Linked DNA regions of Sus scrofa: all the other regions are linked to region 2. Evidence: chromatin contacts called from public HiChIP or PLAC-seq and promoter capture Hi-C data. All regions are on one chromosome and are shown on one strand. Each heading gives the region's core, a stretch centred on a gene start, on an enhancer-like site or on the middle of the called end of the contact. The rest is flanking DNA. Distances are from core to core; before and after follow the strand shown. Region 1 holds the start of G3BP1 (G3BP stress granule assembly factor 1). Region 2 holds the start of SLC36A1 (proton-coupled amino acid transporter 1). Region 3 holds the start of ATOX1 (antioxidant 1 copper chaperone).

Region 1 (3,698 bases), core at 737-3,236, 310 kb after region 2:
CAGTTTGTAAAGTTGTCTTGAAAACTGCGAATGTCAGAGTTCCTGTTGTGGTGCAGCAGAAACGAATCCAACTAGTATCTCTAAGGATGTGGGTTCGATCCCTGGCCTTGCTCAGTGAGGAGCCTGCATTGCCATGAGCTGTGGTGCAGGTCGCAGACATGGCTCGGATCTGGTGTTGCTGCGGCTGTGCTGTAGGTCAGCAGCTATAGCTCTGATTTGACCCCTAGCCTGGGAACTTCCATATGCTGGGGGGGGGGGCCTAAAAAAAAAAAAAAAACCTGCAAATGTCCTCGTCCACCTTTTAAGAAATCTTTCACGGGCTCCTCATCTCCCTCCGAGTAAAGTCCAAATTCCTTAGTAAGGCTAACGAGATCCTGGAGGTTCCTTAAATCAGAAAACCTGTGGCGGATCCTCTCCTCTGAGCCGAGATCCCTTCCTTGCCCCCAAAGTCCCATATGCCCCTTCCCCAGTTTCCCCGAGCTCGCGGAGGAGCTTCCAGGCCCTGGTTTGTTCAATGGGTGGCAGCAAGCAGGGTCAGCAGCATCTTGATCATCCCTGACCCCAGCCCCTGGAGTTCATTAAGTGCTGAATGAGAGAGGCTGATGCAGGAGTGGGGCTTGGGGGGCGGGGGGCAGAGGGACGCTCCCATTTAGCTTCTGGGGCTGCACCCCGACCCCACCAGGCTGCCTCCCCTGTCCTTTCGCCCCCAGCAGAGGCTCCACGTGCATTATTTCCAAATTTACAAAATTTTGAGACCCTCCCCAGGACCACGTGCCTGCAAAGGAGACTCAAACGAGGCGTGTCTCTGTATTTCCATGTGAAATGCTCAGGGTGACCAATAGAGGGCCTAACAAAAGGCTAGAAGACGTGGACAGGACCGGGCTGGAGCGTCACTTAGCCTCTGGTGTTTTAGGGACGCTTTGGGGTGTCCATAGGAGTTTGACAAACTACCTTTTCAAGATGTAACGACTACAAGAAATAAGGCCCCACACCTAGGGCAACTGGAAATGGGAATGACAATGGTGGTGACGCACAGGATGTTACAGGAAGGGCCAAGCTGCCGGGAGAATGAACAAACTCTTGTTCCTCGGTCAACACCCACTAGCCGACCTGCAGCAGCACTTGCCCAGAAGGGCAGAGTAGAAACGAGTGTCCTCAAAGTCAACAGTTTTCACGTGCGACCTTTTTACAAGCCCTTAGGTACACAACGGGAGTTACCTTCTCCTCTGGCTTTCCTTGAACGGTTGTCCAGTAATAGTGCTGACTAATGCTGAGAACCAGCAAGTGCCCTTAGGCGGCCGCGTGGAAATAAAAAAGTTGGCATAAGAGGAAAAAAATAAAATAAAGCAACGGGAAACTTCACCATCTGGTTCGGCTGGTACCAAATTGTGCGGGAAAAGCGGGAGAAGGGGGCCTCAGGGACCGCACCCAACAAGTGAAGAAAGGAAAGGGAAAAGGACAGAAGCCGGGGCCAAGAAAGCCTCAGAACCTCCCCAGAAGGCAAGGCGGCCCCCGGGGCTCAGCCTCCTCGGTACCGTTCAACCCCGGCGTCAATCACCTCTTTTCCGCGCTGCGATTGGGCCGGGGCCCCCCAGCCACCCTGGCGCCCACCTCCTAGTTGCTTGGGGTTTACTTCCCCAAAGTACAAGGGCCCCACCTTGTGGATCAACCGCTCCTGCATGGAAAACGGATCTCCGCCCAGGGGAAGACGTTTTAACGAATGGGAACGGCTGCACGCACTTATTGGCTACCGTGGATATCGGTCAAAGAAGTTCCCAGCCCCTTCCCCACCGTACCTTTCCGTTATTGGTCTCTCTCAGTGCCAATCCGTCACTAGGGAAACGAGATCCTTACAGGCTCATAGGCAAAAGTCAAAGCCAATCAAGAGCCACGCCTTCATCCTGAGTCAGTACCCAATTGCTGCGCGAAGAGCTCAGAGGACGCCGTCGGGATTGGCCACTAGCCTGCCCGACTTGGCCGCAACAAGTTAGTCTGAGTCTCGGTTATATAGCCCGGCGACGGAGCACGCGTGTGTGCGGACGCAGTTGCGTGAAGGGTATTTGCCTTTTGCCTTGCGGTGGAGCAGAGCTTGTTCCTCTCCCGTTCAGCCGTGCAGGTACGGCAGGGTGTGGGCGGGGCTGGACCGGTAGGAGGGCGAGCTGGGGCAGAGGTGAGAGGGAGACGTCCGAACGGCGACTGTGCGAGCTCCCCCTCCCCACCTCCGCCCCAACGGCCGCAGGCGCGCGCGGCAGGCGCACGGGCGCGCAGGAGCTCTCCGCCCCCCGCCCCCACCGGCCGGCGCGCGTGGCCGTGTCCGCGTTCGCGGCGTGCGCGTGCCGCGCCCAACGGCCACGCGGGGCGAGAGCGAGCCGCAGCCGCCGCCCGAGCCCCAGAGTGCTCTCGAGGGCCTGGGGCCCCGCGCGGCGAGCTCGCCAGCTTTTCCCGCCCGCACCCCCACGCGCCATCCGAGTCCTTTCCTGGCTGTAGCTCCAGCTTAATCCCAGACCAGAGAAGGCTTTTATGGGGGGGGGGGGGCACGAAAGTGCGATGAGAATTTCTGGACTCGGGAAGCAGAAGTGCTGCCCCCCAAGCTTTTACAGCGAGTGAAGGGTAAGCAGCGACTTCGTGGATGTCGAATGATGATAGTACTAACTACTCATCTTCTAAGCCCTCCCTCTGTGCCAGGCACAGTCGTGCGCACCTTGTGTGTTTCCCCTTTAGTCCCGCAATGTCCCGATGAGGTAGGTACCATGATTTTCTAATGTTTACAGCGGATTCGAAGGCCCAGCGGTGGAGTGACACGGTCGAACACAGATCGTTAGGGACAGGAATTTGAACGCAGGCCACCTGACTCCTCGTCCCCCAAGTCTATTGTAGTCTTTGTTGCAGCGCCGTGTGCGGCTCCAGGGCACCTTTGCCCCCAGAGCACTAGTCCCTGGGGACAGTACCAGCCTCGGAAGGTCGACTGCAGCGGCATTTGTAGTTGGGCCAGTTGTGGGCTTCCAGGGAGACAAGGGTTGGGCGTGGGTCTGTGACCAAGGAAGAGAAAGGGTTTGGGCCTCCTTGCGACAGGTTTTCCTACAGGTGGCTGACGGACGTGCTGCCTTAAAAGCTTCTGGGGAAACGACAGAATAAAATGACTAAGTGCAACTGAACCTGGACAGTGTGCTGTCAGATTTGAAACGTAGTAGGCTGACGATGGGAAATTCCCACCAGCAGGAAGTTAGGCCTTGATATCTTGAATCTTTGCTTCATTTTTTAATTGGGGCAGACTTTCGAGAAAGACCTTGGAGAAGATTGTTTGACTTCCTCGTTTTATAGTCGAGGAAAATGAGGTTGCACTTTGAGGCGTTTCAGATCTAGCCAGCATGTGTAAGTTAAAATTTGAAATTGGAATGGAAACCTTGGTGCCCAGTTAGAGTATACATTTGACCTCTGTGGAGCCTAAGCTCGGTGCGTTAGGGGTGATAGCTCTTGGAATTGGAAATCTTACCCTTAAGGCGGTTGGGATCTTCTGTGGATGAAAGTCTGTCTATTTAGCATTGTTGCATGTGCTCCTGTTACATGCAAATGTAGAAGGTACCTTCAAAGACTTGTGTTTAAGTATTTCTAGTAGAGTTATATTTCTTTAGGCTAGTGTATTAAGGTAAAAGTAATAAATGTTCCTGTGTTGCAGGTTCGAATCATTACTTTGCATC
Region 2 (4,011 bases), core at 1,467-3,966:
GAGTCCTAACAGTATCTGCAAATGGTGCAGCCTTCTTTTCAAGGGACTCTCTAAAAAGGGTATGGTGGTCAGGTCAAAGGAAGAACTTTATCTAGTTAATGCATCGCAGGTGCAGGTGGGGGAGGCAAGTTCCCACTTGCATCTGTAATTCCAAAGGGGAGCTGCGTGATTCTCATAAGCTCTGCTTTCCTGGGATAAAACTTTAGGAGTTAAGGAATCAATGAAATTCGAGGTCTGGAGGTGACCTAAAGGGGGCATTCCTTGACTGGAGCTCAGCAGCATTCCAAGGACAGCTCCTGGCCCTGAACAGTTAATGCACTGGGGAGTTCTTCCTACGGATGCAATGAACTCATTTGTCTTCATATTTTGAGCATGAATCTACATTCTTTTCTCTTTTGCTGGTGAAATGAACCAACTGTCGTAGATTTTAAAAAACATATGTATAGTTTATAGAACATGGAATTCCCATGGTGGCTCAGTGGTAACAAACCTGAATAGTGTCCATGAGGATGTGGGTTTGCTCCCCAGCCCTGCTCAGTGGGTTAAGGATTCAGCATTGCCGTGAGTTGTGGTGTAGATGCGGCCTGGGACCTAGCGTTGCTGTGGCTGTGGTGTAGGCCAGCAGCTGCAGCTCCGATTCTACAAAAAAAAAAAAAAAAAAAAAAAAAAAAAAAAAAAAAAAAAAAAAAAAAAAGAAAAGAAAAGAAAGAAAGAAAGAAAAAAAGAACATACAGAGATTTTAAACATACATACCTATATAAAGTAACATGTTTATGGAGCCATACAAACAGCACAGACAGGCCTTCCTGTTGTGGCTCAGCAGAAAAAAACCCAACTAGTATCCATGAGGACGCAAGTTTGATCCCTGGCCTTACTCGGTGGGTTAAGGATCCAGTGCTGCTCTGACCTGTGGTATAGGTCACATATGCGACTCAGATCTGGCATTGGTGTGGCTGTGGTGTAGGCCAGAAGCTGCAGCTCCGATTCGATCCTTAGCCTGGGACCTTTGATATGCTACAGATGCGGCCCTAAAAAAGGCTAAAATAAAAGAAAACAGCACAGATAGTAAAAAGTGTTAAGCAAAACAATAACTACTGGTATTTATGATCCTAAATTTTAACACCAGGTATCTGCACATGTCTATATAAAGATATTTCTATAAATACATAGGGTTTGGAGGATAATACATGCTGGTAACTATAAATCTTTGGAGAGGAGAATAAATTTGGAGAAGGGGAATTTCCACTGTTTATACACTTATTTCTACACTTATACATTGCCTAATAGCTCTAATAAAATATGTTAATGTTTTACTTATACAATTTAGTGAATATTTTAACAGATTTATTGAGGTATGATTTACATACAGTAAACTGCACATATTTAAATTTCATAGCTTTCAACATATATATTCGTGCAACCATCACCACAATCAAGATAATATATTGGTCACCTTGAAAGTTTCCTTATGCCCCTTTCTAATCACTCTTTCCTCTCCTGGTCTCCTCATCCATTCCCAGACAACCACTGCTGTGCTTTCTGTCAGTGTAGATTATTTTAAAATTTCTAGAATATTGTATAAACAGATTCTTTTTTCTGACCTCCCCCCTTTCACTTGGCATAATTAAGATTTATCCAGATATAATTATTTTAAGATTTATCCATTTGTAGCTGTAGCAATATATTTCTTTTGGCTGGGTAGTTAATTTTCAAAAGTAAAATCTGCTAAGAGGAGGAAAGAGAAGCTTAGATAATACATACACCTCAAACATACAGAAATGTTGCCATTCATTTAAAAAGGTTACTTGGGAGTTCCTGTCGTGGCGCAGTGGTTAACGAATCCGACTAGGAACCATGAGGCTGGGGGTTCGATCCTGCCCTTGCTCAGTGGGTTAAGGATCTGGCATTGCCGTGAGCTGTGGTGTAGGTTGCAGACGCGGTTTGGATCCCGCGTGGCTGTGGCTCTGGCATAGGCCGGTGGCTACAGCTCCGATTCAACCCCTAGCCTGGGAACCTCCATATGCCGCGGGAGCAGCCCTAGAAAAGGCAAAAAGACAAAATAATAATAATAATAAAAAAATAAATAAAAGGGTCACTTAAATTTTTAAAATAGGAGTTCCCATCGTCCTGGCTCAGTGGCAACAAGTCTTACTCGTATGCACGCGGACTCAGGCTGGATCCTGGCCTTACTCCGTGGGTCAGCGATTCAGCGCTGCTGTGAGCTGTGGTGTAGGTAGCAGATGCGGCTCGAATCCGACACGGCTGTGGTGCAGGCCGGCAGCTGCAGCTCCAATTGGACCCCTAGCCCGGGAACCTCCATATGCCACAGTGAGGCCCTAAAAAGACACACACACACAATTGTAAATATGTTTAAAAAGAGTGTTGCCTTACCTCACAGTTCTGTGTCCGGTCGCAAGCTCCCGTTTGTGTAAAACGTCTAAAAATCTGACCAGAGGAGATTTTTTTTTAGTGTACTATTTTTCGATGATAAAAGCAACAAGTACCCATTGAGACGTGTTAAAGAAAAGGCCGCGGGTGTAAAACGGAGCAATCTCTCACAAGCCACAGCTCAGGGGACGGTGCTGCGACTCTGGACTGGCGGCAGCTGCTCGGATCTCCCACGCCCGACTCGGTCCCCAGCCACATCATGCTGCCTGTAGGGGCAGCATCCGGCCGCGAGGTGGCGGTGCGGAACTGAGTTTCCGAGCCCCGCGAGAGGAAAGCAGCAGCCTCGCGCGGGAGCACGTGACCCGGCTCTCGGGTTTGGGCGCCTGGGTCACGTGATGGGGCCCGGAAGCGGCTGCCAGGGCAGCCGGCGGTGGAGATGGCAAGGGTTCCACGCTGAGGCAGGGACAGGTGGGCTGCTGGGCTGAAGCAGGAGCCAGAGCTCAAGTCGGAACCCCGAGCGGTGAGTCCGTGCACGGACGGGCTGGGGCTGGCGGCGGGTCAGCGCCTTTGCTGAACCCATGTCCCCTTCCTCCCCGCGCCGCAGAGGCTTCGGGTTAGACACTGACTGGCCGACTGGCCTGGGCTGCGGGTCCGAGTCTCCTCGGCTCCCCGACCGCAGCTGCGGTGTGGTGCATACCCCTCCGGGAGAAGGGGAGCTGGAGAATCCCTTGTCCTTCGCGCTCTTCTCCCATGACCTCCCTGACCTGTTTGACAGGTGTGGAAACAGATGGGAAAGATTACCAAACGACCACAGGGCTTCTGCGGAGGTTCCTGGAGGGGTCAGGAGGTCGCGGTCAAGTGACCTGCCCGCTGTGGGAGTCCTGCTTGGAACTTGCTAGTAGCGGGTCTTTGAGTCGTAGAGTAAGGAACCGCAAGGACTCTGGGAAATTATCTTTTACAGCCCCCATCTAGGGCTCTTGCGGAGATTGAGGTCTAAGGAGTGGCGGTTGCCTACGGTCATGCAGTGAGTTAGTTGCAGACGTGCGACGAGAAACTAAGTCTCCCTGAGCTCTAGCGGCTCTTTGCTTTTCACTACCCTGCCTCCTGCGAAAAACTTAATAGGTGAGAAGTCACCGTACCCTTTTGTGTCCCCTTCTCTTTCATTCCACTCCCCTTTTGTAGCTCTTCGTTCTCTCTCGCTGGGATCCGGCTCTGGGTGTGGTTCCCTGTTTTCAGTATTCAGGATTTTTCTGCAGACTCATCATTCAGTAGGTTCTGTTTCTAACCGTCACGCAATTTTGTGTAAACCATCCCAAAACGTGAAATAAGAGGCGGAGTATGCTCCTGGGAGGGGTAGGTGGCTCCCAGCTCTGGTTGTGAAGAGCTCTGGCATTAAAGACTGTCAAGACCTTTGCTTTATTTGTAATGTAGCTTGTCAGATTCGAAGAATGCTGGTTATTCGGATGGATGTTTTGCAGTTATTTGAGGCTTGCTGAAAGTAGATAGTGTGAGGTAATGGAAAGAACCGAGATTGAAGAATCAGGAAATTTTCTTCTAGTTCTGACCGTTGGCTTTGCAACCTTGAGTGACTCCCATCCTTGCCTGGGTGTAGGTTTCCCAGTC
Region 3 (4,017 bases), core at 745-3,244, 290 kb after region 2:
CAAACCCTTGAGGTAAATATTATCCTTTCTTGACATGACATTAGGGTATTCACTCAAGGTGATAAAGCTACTAAGTAGCAGGGGCTAGTCTGGATACAGTATCCAAAGCCTAAACTCTTATCATGTGGTCCTTGTTAAAATGGAGTTGAAACCTGCCTGCCTGTAGTCCCACCTGACTCATTCCAGGTCTGCACAAAAGCTGCCATTTCTTGGGGACTAACTATGTCAGTAGCTAGGCTATGTATTTTACTGGCATTTTCCCAGTTAATACTAAAAACAGCTCTGTGAGGTCAGTTTTTTTAATCCCCATTTTACAGATGAGGGAATCAAGGCACAGAGAAGGAAGGTAGCTTGCCCAAGGTCACCGAGTCAGCGAACAGGAACCCAGATTTTCCAGAGGTTTCTGAGATCTCAAGTGTTTGTCAGAGAAACCTCTCAGGTGACACACTCTTCCCCTTGCAGTTTTGGTGACAGTCCCTTGACTAATAATCCTTCCTTCAGCTGTCCCTCTCGTGACTGTGGTGACAAGTACCCTCTTCACTCTCATCACCCACTCTGGAGGGTCTTTGGCTTGTCAGAATCCCCAGAAGTGAACAGAGAGCACTGACCCTCAAGCTGGCCTTTCCCTCTCTCCCGTCCCCCACAAAAACCTGGTAGCCTTCACTATTCTAGTCCCAGGGTGATTAATGCCATCCTCTGTCACTGCTGCAGGCAGATTTGTTCAACTGGGAGGGCTAATTCTGTCAGGTTCTTTGTCCAGACTTTGTGTTGTCTGAGGATTTGTCTCAAGGCACCTGGCGAGACCCAAAGGAAATGACACCTGAGATGTTTGTGGCGTGGCCCAGGGGGCCTCTGGCTCACCTGTCAGCTCCCCAAAGCTAGGCTGCTAAGACACAGAGCATCTGTGGGACACCTCTGGGTACCCACTTGGAGCAGAGCCATAAACTAGGAACCCTGGGGGATGTCATGTGCTAAACACATGACTCTAGCCAGGATCTCCAGGTTGCAACTAGGATCAGTGCTTCCTCCCAAGCCGGTATGACTACTTTTGTTGGGCACTTGGCTTGTGGTCAGGCCAGGAGAGACTGCGAGACAGTAGATAAAGGGCTTTATCCTGGCTGCACTCAACTCCCAACACCACCTTGAATAAACCATTGGGCTTTAATTTGCTTAATCTGGAAAAGGCCTTAATTTTTCATCTACAAAATGAGGCCATGAGCAACCGAGTATACTCGCTAAGACGGAGTGAGCTGCAAAGGCGGGCTACGACCTGCGCATTCGGCCCCAAACGCTGCCACTGAGCAAGTGATCAATTGTGGGGCGGTCCCTGAACCTCTCTGGAGTTCATGAGTTCAGATTCATGAACCGACCAGGAGCAAAGGTTAAAAGCACTGTCTCCATTCGGTGTCGCCTGGCGCTGACCTGAAAGAGTGGGCAGGGGGAAGGGAAGAGAAACACGGATCTCTGAACGCCTTCCCTGTCCCAAGGTCCAGAGCCATCCCCGAGGGAACGGGCATCCAGGCCCCGCCCAGTTCCGGTTCCGGATCACCCTGCGGGACCTCCGTCGACGCTGCCCGTCTCTGGGCCTCAGTTTCCCCTTTTATACAAGGAAGGTTTGGATTGGTACTCGCTTGGAGCCCTTGCAGCTTCGGTGTTCTGACACCTGACTCCTAGATAAAAATCCCTTGGGATTCGATTTTCTTGGAGGGTCGCAGAAGCAAAAGCTGGGGCCTGGGCGGGGAGGGGATGAGAAGAGGGGCGACAGCTCCGGCCGCAGCCAGAGCCCTTGAAGAGCGACCTGTGGCCAAGCCGCAGTGCAGACGAGGCGCAAGCGGTGGGCCGCGGGTCTGCGCGGGGCGAAGGCGGCGTGACCACTTACCGGCATGACTGAGGACGTGGTGGCCGTGGCGACGCCTCCCGCGGCTCTGAGCGCTGGCGCGGCTGCGCTTCCGGGTGCGCGCGCCCCGCAGAAGCCGCTCTTTGGTCCCGGCCCCGCCCCCTCCGGCCGGGCCTCCGGCTAAGCCACGCCCCCCCGGCCTCGCGGGCGGGCAGCGGCCTGGAGGCTGTTGTCCTCTCCGCCTCTTTCCGGCCGGGATGGAGCCCCTGGCCACTTGCCACGTCTGTGCTAGGCGGTGGGAGGGACCTCGGCTAGCCTGCCCCGCATGCGGACCGTGGTTAGACCGCCTACCCTTTGTCAGGCATGTATTAGGGGCTGGAAACTCCCCCCACCACCCCCGCAAAGGAACCACCTCATTTGTTCACCCGTTCAGTATTTATTGCCAGCCCTGGGCTGGCCCTGTGCGAGGCATCCAAGATGCAGGTATGGAAAGATACAGCTTAGTAGGGAGCCAGGGAAGCAGGAGATGACGATGCAAGATAAAGCAGTGTTAAAGGAAGGAGCCGTGTCTCAGTGCGAGCGGAGAAAAGACCTCTAACTCGGACTGGAGGGTGAAGGCGGTTCGTGAAGTGAGGAGGCTTCCAGAGGCGGAAATCTTCGTCCATCTGTAGAAGGAAGAAGAGTTATTTGGGGAGGAAGGAGGCAGAGGAAACGGCATAGGGCATAGCTTGGAGGAGGCAGACTGAGAAGCAACTATTGAGAGAGATGGAGAAATGACACGGCAAAGACATGAGACCCATAGCCATGGGTAAAGACAGACAGAGGCGGAGATGCTCTAAGACACAGAAGGTGTGTCAAGCCCCAGGTCTTGATACACACGCACGCACACACACACACACACACACACACACACACACACGAGTACCAGGCTGTTTCTGTCCTTAAAATATCCAAGGAGCCTACGTCTATGTTAGCAGTTTCAAAGATCTGTCATTGGAGTTCCGTTGTGGCCCAGCGGGTTAAGAACGGTCCCCTGTGACGCAGTGAGTTTGATCCCTGTCCTCTCTCGGTGGGTTAAGGATCCAGCGTTGCTGCAAGCCACTGCATAGGCGGAAGACGTGGCTGGGATCTGGCATTGCTGTGGCTGTGGTATAGACCAGCAGCTGCCGCTCCAATTCGACCCTTAGTGTGGGAATATCTGTAGGTTGCAGGTGCTGCTGTTAAAAAGAAAAACAAAAGCAACAAAAAAACAAATTCGTGTATTTTTGTTCCTCTCCTCCTCCTTGTTTAGGAAACCACTGGTTAAGGAAAACTATACTCTAATACACAAAACCTTTTTGAGAAAGTGTGCTGGCTACTGTGTCTTAGTTCCAATTCATCATTTTTGCCTGCTTGTGAAAATCTGGACCCTTTGAAGATTACTTTTGCTTTGCCAAATGGCAGGATGTTAAGCTTTGCCAGTAAAGGCTCTGGAGAGACACTGGAGGAGGAAAGGTTTTCCTTTTTTTCTTTTTTTTTTTAGAGTTTTGTAACATTTTTATTTTTTGGTCTACACCCACAGCATTGTGGAACTTCCTGGGCCAGGGATTGAACCCTCACTACAGCAGTGACCTGGGCCACTGCAGTGACAATACCAGATCCTTAACCCACTGTGCCACAAGGGAACTCCTGTAACATTTATTTTTTTTAATTTTTTATTTAAAAATTTTTTTCAATGAATTAAGGTTTTCCTTTCTTACTCCAGTGTGCTCAGTCTCCAGGCTCTTGGAGTATCTGTGACTGGCCTCTGCCTAGCTTCTGAGGATGGCTTCTCCAGCACCTGGTTCCTGCTGTGGAAAAGGACCAGCAGTACATGATAGGCAGCAGTTCCTCCAGTACCTGTCCTGCTTACGTGCTTTCATAGCAGAGGAGTAACTCCAATAAGATGATTCTCTGTGAACAGCTTTCTCCAGCATCCTAGAGGGCAGTTTTCCAGCCTAGTGGGTGACCTTCTAGCAAGTTCCACCACCATGGCATCATAGACACTCTGTCCAGTAAGCCACAAGGCTTGGATCGCAGCCTGGATGTGTGGAAGCAGGATTCTTCCTGAGCACCCCATTTCATTATTTTAGCCCTATGGGCAGTAGCTGTGCCTCATATCTGCTACTCCTATATTCTTTAATAAGATTCTTTTTTCTTCT

What was found. Promoter capture Hi-C pulls out the DNA fragments that hold promoters and counts their contacts. HiChIP or PLAC-seq counts read pairs in DNA pulled down with a chosen protein or histone mark.
Region 1: a promoter capture Hi-C map of fetal liver shows a contact between it and region 2, with 3 times the contacts expected there. The contact joins the promoter of G3BP1 here to the promoter of SLC36A1 in region 2. A contact is called at or near these places in 2 of 5 promoter capture datasets (fetal liver and liver), 2 of 47 Hi-C or Micro-C datasets (heart right ventricle and liver) and 1 of 2 datasets of contacts at active chromatin or transcription factors (alveolar macrophages).
Region 3: an H3K27ac HiChIP or PLAC-seq map of alveolar macrophages shows a contact between it and region 2. The contact joins the promoter of ATOX1 here to the promoter of SLC36A1 in region 2. A contact is called at or near these places in 22 of 47 Hi-C or Micro-C datasets (alveolar macrophages, brain, embryonic fibroblasts and 15 more) and 2 of 2 datasets of contacts at active chromatin or transcription factors (alveolar macrophages and skeletal muscle).

What each region holds. Positions count from the first base shown.
Region 1 is chr16:71,274,372-71,278,069 of Sscrofa11.1, reverse strand. It overlaps G3BP1 (G3BP stress granule assembly factor 1), which reads left to right and starts at 1,986. Exons shown (of 12, transcript NM_001205405.1): 1 at 1,986-2,116. LOC100514500 reads right to left here and starts at 1,341. Exons shown (of 2, transcript XR_002339616.1): 1 at 1,219-1,341.
Region 2 is chr16:71,588,237-71,592,247 of Sscrofa11.1, reverse strand. It overlaps SLC36A1 (proton-coupled amino acid transporter 1), which reads left to right and starts at 2,716. Exons shown (of 11, transcript XM_003134140.5): 1 at 2,716-2,908. LOC106506564 (a long non-coding RNA gene) reads right to left here. Exons shown (of 3, transcript XR_002339800.1): 1 at 3,528-4,011; 2 at 2,392-2,445; 3 at 608-639. It overlaps LOC110257327 (a long non-coding RNA gene), which reads right to left and starts at 548. Exons shown (of 5, transcript XR_002339802.1): 1 at 491-548.
Region 3 is chr16:71,297,298-71,301,314 of Sscrofa11.1, reverse strand. It overlaps ATOX1 (antioxidant 1 copper chaperone), which reads right to left and starts at 1,994. Exons shown (of 4, transcript NM_001167641.2): 1 at 1,880-1,994. The coding sequence starts at 1,885. LOC100514500 reads right to left here. Exons shown (of 2, transcript XR_002339616.1): 2 at 3,001-3,054. It overlaps LOC110257252 (a long non-coding RNA gene), which reads left to right. Exons shown (of 3, transcript XR_002339617.1): 3 at 3,582-4,017.